Regions from separate parts of the Mus musculus genome. Here all the other regions are linked to region 3. Evidence: chromatin contacts called from public Hi-C data. All regions are on one chromosome and are shown on one strand. The core of a region is the stretch at or near the end of the contact, and the rest is flanking DNA. Distances in the headings are between cores, read along the strand shown. Region 1 has its middle 54 kb from the start of Mir124a-1hg. Region 2 has its middle 60 kb from the start of Msra. Region 3 overlaps Msra (methionine sulfoxide reductase A).

The links. Hi-C and Micro-C count contacts between places; a contact is called where the count stands out from the background.
Region 1: a Hi-C map of cerebral cortex shows a contact between it and region 3, with 8 times the contacts expected there. The contact joins two enhancer-like sites. A contact is called at or near these places in 5 of 484 Hi-C or Micro-C datasets (cerebellar granule neurons, cerebral cortex, embryonic stem cells and 2 more) and 3 of 115 datasets of contacts at active chromatin or transcription factors (differentiating embryonic stem cells, extraembryonic endoderm stem cells and neural progenitor cells).
Region 2: a contact with region 3 is called in a Hi-C map of the N1E-115 cell line, with 6 times the contacts expected there. The contact joins two enhancer-like sites. A contact is called at or near these places in 7 of 484 Hi-C or Micro-C datasets (the HL-1 cell line, the N1E-115 cell line, embryonic stem cells and 2 more) and 2 of 115 datasets of contacts at active chromatin or transcription factors (embryonic stem cells and large pre-B cells).

What each region holds. Positions count from the first base shown.
Region 1 is chr14:64,532,639-64,535,338 of GRCm38.p6, reverse strand. No RefSeq gene overlaps it. Among named protein-coding and RNA genes, the nearest start is that of Mir124a-1hg, 54 kb to the left of the region's middle. Within about 2 kb of position 1,283, at least 41 of the 459 cell types and tissues checked have an H3K27ac peak or open chromatin away from gene starts, as enhancers often do. A contact at or near this core is called in cerebellar granule neurons and cerebral cortex, where this site is marked.
Region 2 is chr14:64,500,134-64,502,833 of GRCm38.p6, reverse strand. No RefSeq gene overlaps it. Among named protein-coding and RNA genes, the nearest start is that of Msra, 60 kb to the right of the region's middle. Within about 2 kb of position 1,358, at least 34 of the 459 cell types and tissues checked have an H3K27ac peak or open chromatin away from gene starts, as enhancers often do. A contact at or near this core is called in the N1E-115 cell line, where this site is marked.
Region 3 is chr14:64,308,772-64,311,471 of GRCm38.p6, reverse strand. All of the region lies in intron 2 of Msra (methionine sulfoxide reductase A), which reads left to right. It overlaps Gm52131 (a long non-coding RNA gene), which reads left to right. Exons shown (of 2, transcript XR_003951179.1): 1 at 1-2,700. Among named protein-coding and RNA genes, the nearest start is that of Gm52131, 3.6 kb to the left of the region's middle. Within about 2 kb of position 1,386, at least 89 of the 459 cell types and tissues checked have an H3K27ac peak or open chromatin away from gene starts, as enhancers often do. A contact at or near this core is called in the N1E-115 cell line, cerebellar granule neurons and cerebral cortex, where this site is marked.

The sequences.
Region 1 (2,700 bases), core at 34-2,533, 220 kb before region 3:
TCTCCTATTGTAGGGTAGGTGTACCCTGCAAGGACTGTTCCGCAGTATCTGAAGATAGTTTTTTTTTTAATTATTTTTTTAACTATATTTTAATTATATAACACTATGTGGATACTGGCAGATGAGTGCAGGTGCCTATGGAGGCCAGAAGCATCAGATCCCCTAGAGCTGGAGTTATAAATGGTTGTGAGGTGCCTGATGTGGGTACTGGGAATGAACCTGGGTCTTCTGGAAGACCAGAAAGTGCTCTTAATTGCTGAACCATCTCTCCAGCCCCCTGGGGATAGTTTTGATTCTCACGACTTGAGGGAGATGCTACTGGCATAGATGGCAGAGGCCAGGGCTGCTGGGGAATAGCCTACAAATGTACAGAATGCTTTCACAGCAAGGAGATACCTGGCTAAAATGCCAAGAAGACCAAGAGTGAGAAGTCCTGCTGGGTGATCCAGCAACCGAGGAGTGCTGAACTGGGGGAGTGGCTCAGAATGCTTGCATAGCACAGCCTGCTCAGTCTTGGGTTTGATCCCCAACACTGCATAAGCCAGGCTTTGTAATCCCAGCACTCAGGAGGTAAAAGCAGGAGGATCATAAGTTGAAGGTCATTCTTAGCAACATAGCGAGTTTGAGAACAGCCTGGAACCCGTGTGACTTTGTCTCTAAAACAGTCAATAAAATGACTGGACAGCCAGATTGATGGTGGAGTTTCCATTTCCCTGACAATATTCTGTGAGCTGGATTCCTCCTTCCAGGGTTCTGCTAACTCACTCTAGGACTGACGGCACACACATCCTGACAGGACAGTGTTGACCCTTGGGAACACTTTGCAGATCTCAGGTCTCAGTACCCATTCTCATTAGGGCATATTTCCAAAGCCACACCACCTATCCAGGACCCAGAAGGCCCTGCTGTGGACGAGGCTGGCATTGGCAGTTGATTGTACTGTTCCCTTTCTCAGCTTCTAACCCGAGGGCTGCAGTACTCAGGCGATTCTCATCAGAATCTTCACATGCCAAGTTCCTAAGTCTGTAAAATATTGTAAGACAGACTCTGTGTGTGTGTGTGTTTTAAAAAGGGGGAGGGAAGGAGGGAGGAAGGGAGAGAGAGAGAGAGAGAGAGAGAGAGAGAGAGAGAGAGAGAGAGAGAGAGAGAGAGAGATTGTGTGTGCTGAAAACCGCATATTCAAACCATTGCCTATTTCTGCACCTCATCCTGCCAATTACAATCTGCTTGGTGGTGTGAAACAGACAGCCGGCAGGAGTGATGGAGACAGGAGGCCCGGTGAACAAGGGCTTTGTGCATTCTCAGCTTCAGAGAGAATGTTCAGCGGGGCGGACAGGCATGTAACTGGCAGGTTTAGGAATCAGTAAAAAACCAAGAGCTGGAAGTCCTAATTTATCGTCTGTTTCAATACAAGGCTAGACACAGGCTATTTAATATAATGCATTGTTTTCCAGTGGAGGAGAGTGGAAGTTATTGATGCATTACAAATGCAGGCAAATGCATCTCATAAGCCAAGGGGTAGGTAATAACAATTGCAGAAGACTAAATTTGACTTTAATCCCCTGAAGAATGGCATGCGCGCAGCTTAAAATGATAAAAGCTAGAGGGGGTGGGGAAAGAGGAGAGAGAGATGGGAGGGCAAGAAGGAGGCTGAGGGAGATGCTCAGGGGAGGGTTGGAGACAAACAGAGAGAGATGGAGAGAGAAGGGAGAGCTGATTTTTCCTCTTGGGATTGTGCACTTCTTGGTTAGGAAATAAAGTGGAAATGGAAAGAAAAAGATTAAAAAGATCTTGTTTTGGTAAGCAGCACCCTGCTTGGCAGGGTCTGTTTTTTGCAGCAGGCCTGGCGTCATGCGCAGTCAAGCGGCTTGGAGTGGTTTAAAAATCTTCCAATCCCTTAGATAATCCCAGAGGCAGAGAAAAAGAAACTCTGGGTCCATGAGTGTATAGGGCCTGGTCAGTGTCCCTCTCCCGGGGTCTCTGGGAGCCTGGCTACAGTGGATGTGGGTTAGAATTCCTCACCATGGAGAATGATATTTTCGATGTAGAGGTGCCCTGTGAACTCTGGTAGGGAGACTGAATGATGGAGATGCAAGGCTCTCTACTGCCATCTGAGACATAAAAGTGACTTTAGAGTAAATAAGCACAATAGTCTTGTCCAGGACTGTGTGGGGACATGGTCCTTTAATCTCAGCACCTAGAGCAGAGGCAGGTGGATCTCTGGAGTTGGGGGCCAGCCTGGTCTACATGGTGAATTATAGGTCATCCAGGGCTAGAGAGTGAGACCCTGTGTCAACAGAAATTCCCAAACCCATACTGAGCCCCATTATAACTGACCAGGGAGTTGAAATTCTAGGTGAAGAATCATGTGATAAGGAGCCTCTTAAGCCCTGGTAGTCTACTCCTTGGTGGAACGGGATCTAAAGTCTGCCATACTTATCGGGGATGCATTGATACTCCCATGCACCTCTTTCTTTACACTTGTACTCAGCTTAGGAGGGACTCATTGTATTCCCCTTGGAGAGAGGAGGAAACTAGGGTACAGCTGATGGCGGCGGATGGGAGCTTCAGACCTCGGTGCACAGAATCTGCTTACTGCATTTAGTCACCGAAGGTGTTTCTTCTGGGGTGAGCAGAAGTTTGTTTTCCTTTCCACTCCCATCCACTGAGCGGTCCCTGGTGATGCTGTGCCCGATGTTG
Region 2 (2,700 bases), core at 109-2,608, 190 kb before region 3:
GTTCATGGTGCCCTGAATCCAAGCCAGCTGTTATCAGCAATAAGTCTGACTGTCACTCTCCGTCTGGCTCCCGAGTCTCTCAATTGGTTCCTGACTCAGGAATGGAAGAGATGCATTATCTATTGCTCCCCTGCCAAGCCCCCCAACACCTGACATTTGTGTAATGCTTTTCAGTTTACAAAACACTTCCACATCCGATTATTTCAAGGGTTGTAAATAAGGCACAGTAGTGCGGCAGAGTATTGGAAGGGGGTGATTCATTTCAGCGTCACAAGGAGCTGCCTGTTGGTGGGGCTTGTTTAGCTCAAATATGCTGGAAGGTTTGGTCTCTGCCCTCTTAAAGCCTTATAAAAAGATCCGAACCCAAAGAGGACGTTGGTTGTCTGTTTAGGTCATAGCCTCTGCCGTAGCTACCATCCAGCATGCTTTTCTGATCCGCAGAGCCAGCATGGCTTCTGTTGTTGTTGTTTATATGCTGGTCTTCCTAACTCTTACTAGGAGACCCTGGCTTTGTCAAGCCTTGTTGGACCCCACACTGTGGCATGAGCTGTTTGTGGTCCTGTAGCCATTCCTCCTGGGTTGCGACTTCAAACTGGCTGGTACAGGTGACAGCTTTGAGTGTCAATACTGTTATTGGCCTTGCGAACCTTAGAAGCAACTGGGGGATTCTTTGCTGGGCCCCAGCAAAAGGCTCCTGACTATAGAGCTAGGCTGGGGCATAAACAGGCAGACTTTGTAGCCAGTGTTGGTTTTCCTAGGACATAAGTCCACCAAGAGGTGTGTGAAAAGGCATTTGGGGACAAATGGCTCCCACAGAAGTGGTGAATTCTAATCAACATTGTTTTTCAAAATGTCAGCTATGCGCTGAATTTCAATGCAAAGAGGGAGGGAGAAAATAGAATTGAAAGTGAAACTGAATTGACAAGCGGAAGGGAAAGAGTCAACTTAATTCCGGAGCTTGTCCTCAACAAGGGTAAAATAACAAACCAGGCTTGCGATAAAAAAGCATATCTAATATTTATAAGGAGTTCGACATCTAAGGGATGATAAATTGCACTTGAGAGGAAATGCTACATTAGACAAATTTTATCTTGACACCGAACCCTTTAAAATGCCTGTAGAACGTGTCTCGTACATCTGCTGTAGCCCACATACCAGTCTGTCCCTGGTAGTAACTGAGGGTTATTTTGCTGAGAAAAATCTGTTTGACTTTAGGAGCTGGAAGGAAGGAGAGGGGAGCTCAGAGATTGGAATCTAAATGAGTAATAGAGAGATTTCAAATGCCACCATAGCAGGGGGTGGGGGTGGGGGTGAGGGAGATGAAGTCAGCCTATGACAAGTGACACTTCTCACACCCCAGTTCCATTCTACGCAGTCTCTGAATTCTCTGGTCTGGTTTCTTGTCATCCAGATCTGTTTGGCATGGTAATAGAGAACAGGACAAAGGAATCCAGTGGAGTGTGCCTCCAGGAGTTGGGGCTTTGGGCGATCTTGATTTGCTGTGGGCCCTGAGAGGCTGTAGTTGCTGACTACACCTGAAGGAGTATTGAGGACCCTGTTCCAAACTGAGAGTGTGAGGGTCTGGGCTAGTAGGGAATCTGATGGTTAATATCCCGTCAGCTTTCCTGGGCCAGGATGAGCCAGCAAGGCATTGTTTTTGGAAGAGATTGGCTTACTGAGTGGGAAGGATCCCATACCCATAGATGTGGGCGAGCATTATCCAGCGTGCTCCCGATAATGCTTTGGTCCTGATGTAACAAAGATGCAGGGAAAGGATGGCTCTTCCAGAGCCTGGGTGTCCATTTTCTTTGGTTCCCGAACACTGGCACTTGAGTCTCTGGTCTGTGATTTACATTTATAAAAACATTTACTTATTTATTATTCTCTGTATTGTGTGGGCATGTGTGTATGTCACGGTGTGTGTTTGAAGTCAGAGGACAGCTGGCAGGAGTTGGTTCTCTCCTTCTACAAAGTGGGTTCCAGGGGTCAAATTTAGGTCACTAGGCTTGATAGCAAGTGCTTTTATCCACTGAGCCTTCTTGCCAGTCTGATTCAGATTTTGACTGTAACTTCCAGCACCACTCCTTGGATCTTTGAATTATTCTTATTTTCTTCTTCTTCTTCATCTCCTTCTCCTCTTCCTCTTCCTCCTTCTTCACATCATTATTGCCATCATTATCATCATCATCACCACCACCACCACCACCACCACCATCATCATCATCAAATTGACTTTTCGAGACAGGCTTTCATGTACCCAGGGTGGCCTTGAACTATGACTACTGATCCTCCTGCCTTCGTTTCCTCATTGCTGTGGAGAAGCAAGGTTGGTCTGTGCCACCATACCCAATGCTAGACTGGACTTATACCTCTGGCTCTGCTGGGCCAGCATCTACACAATAGATCACAGGATCGTTGGGCTTCTGTAATTCTGTGAGCCAATCCCTTATAGGAAATCTTTTTCCATGTATCTGTGTGTTTTCTTAGTTTTGCTGGTATCAGAAAGTCTGACTAACCCAGAGAGCAAGAATCCAAGTGCAGCCACATGTGGACAGTTGGTACAAGTGTGTATATATATGTAGGTGTGTCCTGGGTGTACGTATGATGTGTGCAGATGTATGTGCACACTGTGTGGCCACAACCTTCAGCTGGCACTGCTCCTTGGTTTCACGATTCCCCTCACCCATCAAAGCTTCTGAG
Region 3 (2,700 bases), core at 137-2,636:
ATGCCTAGGATCCTGGCACTTGCATCAGGGTCAGAGGCAGCAGGGCTGCTATACATCTGAGTGCTCATTTGAAAAAAACAAACCACTGAACAAACAAAAGGAGACAGACCGCTTGCAGAATTCAAGTTCACAATATCTAAAGGGCAAAATTATACAGAACCCAAAATAGCATATGCCTGACATCTAAAAATTCTGTCTTTAGAAGTGCAGCTTGGCTCTCTCTGCTGCTTAAATGAAGTTCCCAATTTGGCTAAGTGTATGCAGTCATTGCACAATGGGGGTTCCAGAGCTTTCTGCTCCTTTCCTGTCACTTGTCCACCTGTCTATGGGAGAGGAGAGAACGGTTGGCGTGGGGAGGGCTCCTGTCATCTGGGTCACCTATAGCTACACGGAAAAGGCCAGATTGAGACAGCGCTTGACTTTCACCCTGCCAGCATTCAAGGGGCTGGTGGGCTAGCTAGGCAGTTGGCTCAGAGAGGTCATGTGACTTACTCAGGGTGGCCGGGCCTTTGGAGCAGGGTTTGAGCCAGAGACTACTTGGTTTGGAACTGACATCCTTTTTCTGATGTCACCTTTCTCTGCACTGCTTGAAGGAGCCTCACTAGGGCCCGATAGATTTAAAAAATGCCTTTCAGCCGGATCCACATACAAAAGCATGATTTCCAGCCAAGCCAATTTAGTAAATTGATTTGTAAACTCCTGTGTGTTCCCAGAGTGCTCTGAAGGACCCTTGAGATGCAGCTTTTGCTGGGAAAATGCAAAGACTCCTCCAGCTCTCCCCTACCCCCCTTCGATTTTAGTAGCAAATAATGCAGACAGCACTGGCTACATCTGCCTGCCTGTCAGTTACCCAGAGCAACAGTGGTACTTTTTACCTGTCCAAACTCCTCCTTCAGCCTTGGAGGTCTCAATACATTATGCCAAAACAGTGTCACCAACTGTAACTTCATCAAGTGACTGAAGAGTCCAATGTGCTGAGCGGAATGCCTGCATGGCAGCTTTATGGTTTGATCCAGTCTGCTGGTGACTGCGGAGCTGCAGTTAGCATTTAGATCGGCTTTGAGGGATCGAGGCCACACCGGTGTGAGAAAATACAGAGGTGTGTTGTGCCCAGCAATCAGAGACGGCTCCTTAAACGAAGTCCCTGGCATTCAGTCTCAGCAAGTTATTTTAAACTCAAGCTATTTTTTATTCTGCTTTTTGTTGTCTGTCAGTAACTATCTTTTCCCCAGGTCTTCTCCCGCTCCCTTCGTGGACTGGGCTGATGTTATGGGGAGGCCACAGCCTCAGGTCCCTGTTGCCCCTCAGGCTTGCTGCTAATGCTCACTCACAGGTTAGAGGCAGCTGACACTCTGCAAAAGTGAAAGCGAACATTTCGCAGTTACGCAATGCCTTTGTCTGTGCTGTCTGAGAGCGCCCTGTGGCCACCCTCCCTCTAATCTGCACAGTGTCCTGTGAAGTGGGCAGAGAAACAGAAGCATCTGGAGATGAAAGACTCAGCCAAGCTCCGAGCCTACTTTCTCCCTTCTGAGAACAACTTTGGCCAGATCTCCATGCCTGTCTCAGGAAGGTTTTTCTCCGCTCCCAATATCTTAATGAAAGTGACAGCTGGTGGCTGTGGGCCACTCTGTTCAGCAGAGCATTAGGCTATAGCCCCCAGGTCAGGGGAGTGTTGTCAGCTCAGAACAGCTACTCCTACTCTGGAAAATTCTCCACAGGCAAGAGGATCTATCAGAGGAAAAAAAAAAAAAGCTTACTAATGGAGAAGGCTGTGTGGTAAAGGAAGGACAAGAGATGCTGGTCATAACTAGAGTTGAAAGAGGAGTTATTTGACACTTTAGGGCTAGAGAGATGACTAGTGTTAAGAGCACAGTCCTCTTGCAGAGACCTGAGTTTGGTTCCCAGCACTCACGTTGGGTAGTTCACAAGCACTTGTAATTGCAGCCCAGGGAGATCTGATGCCCCCTGCTGGCTTCCTCATGTGCCTGCACTCATGCACACAGAGACTCACAAACAGGCACATATCCATACCCAGAATTTTTTTAAAGAACCTTTAAGATTTTAAAGTACAGTCTTTGAGCATCTATTTGCCACCCAAACCGTTACTTCCAAATCTGAAAGCTTGTCCTTGACAACAATGTCTAACTGCACATTGGTGTACACATGTAATGGCATGTAATATAGGGGCGTGAGATAGGAGGGTCACAAGTCCTATGCCAACCTGGGCTGTATAGTGAGAGAATGAGACTCTCATCTCAATTAAACTTTCCTTTTAAAGAAAAGGACTAGAACTTTAATGTTGATTGTTAGAAAGGGACAGCAGCTGCTGTCCCCTATTGTCTCTTAGGTTTCTAATGGCCTCATGGTAGATTTTTTGAGACAACCAGCTTCTGAGAGACCTATGATCTGTGTCAGGTTGTCTTGGGGGCCCTTCAACAAGGAGAACACATGCCAGTGTATCCTAAGACATCAGGGGACACGCTGATACCCTTGCCACCTGCTGACCTTGCCACCAGGGCCAGACCTCTGCAGGCCTTTCCCAAAGTAATATACAGAAAAACTGGTCACAGACGCATGGGGACCAGCAGCTGTCAGAGGCCTGATAATGTGCTCCACTCCTGGGGACACCTTTGTCACTTTGGAAGAATGAGTTCAGTGTCTCTATGAGGAACCCATCACGAGAACAGCACTCCCCTCCCC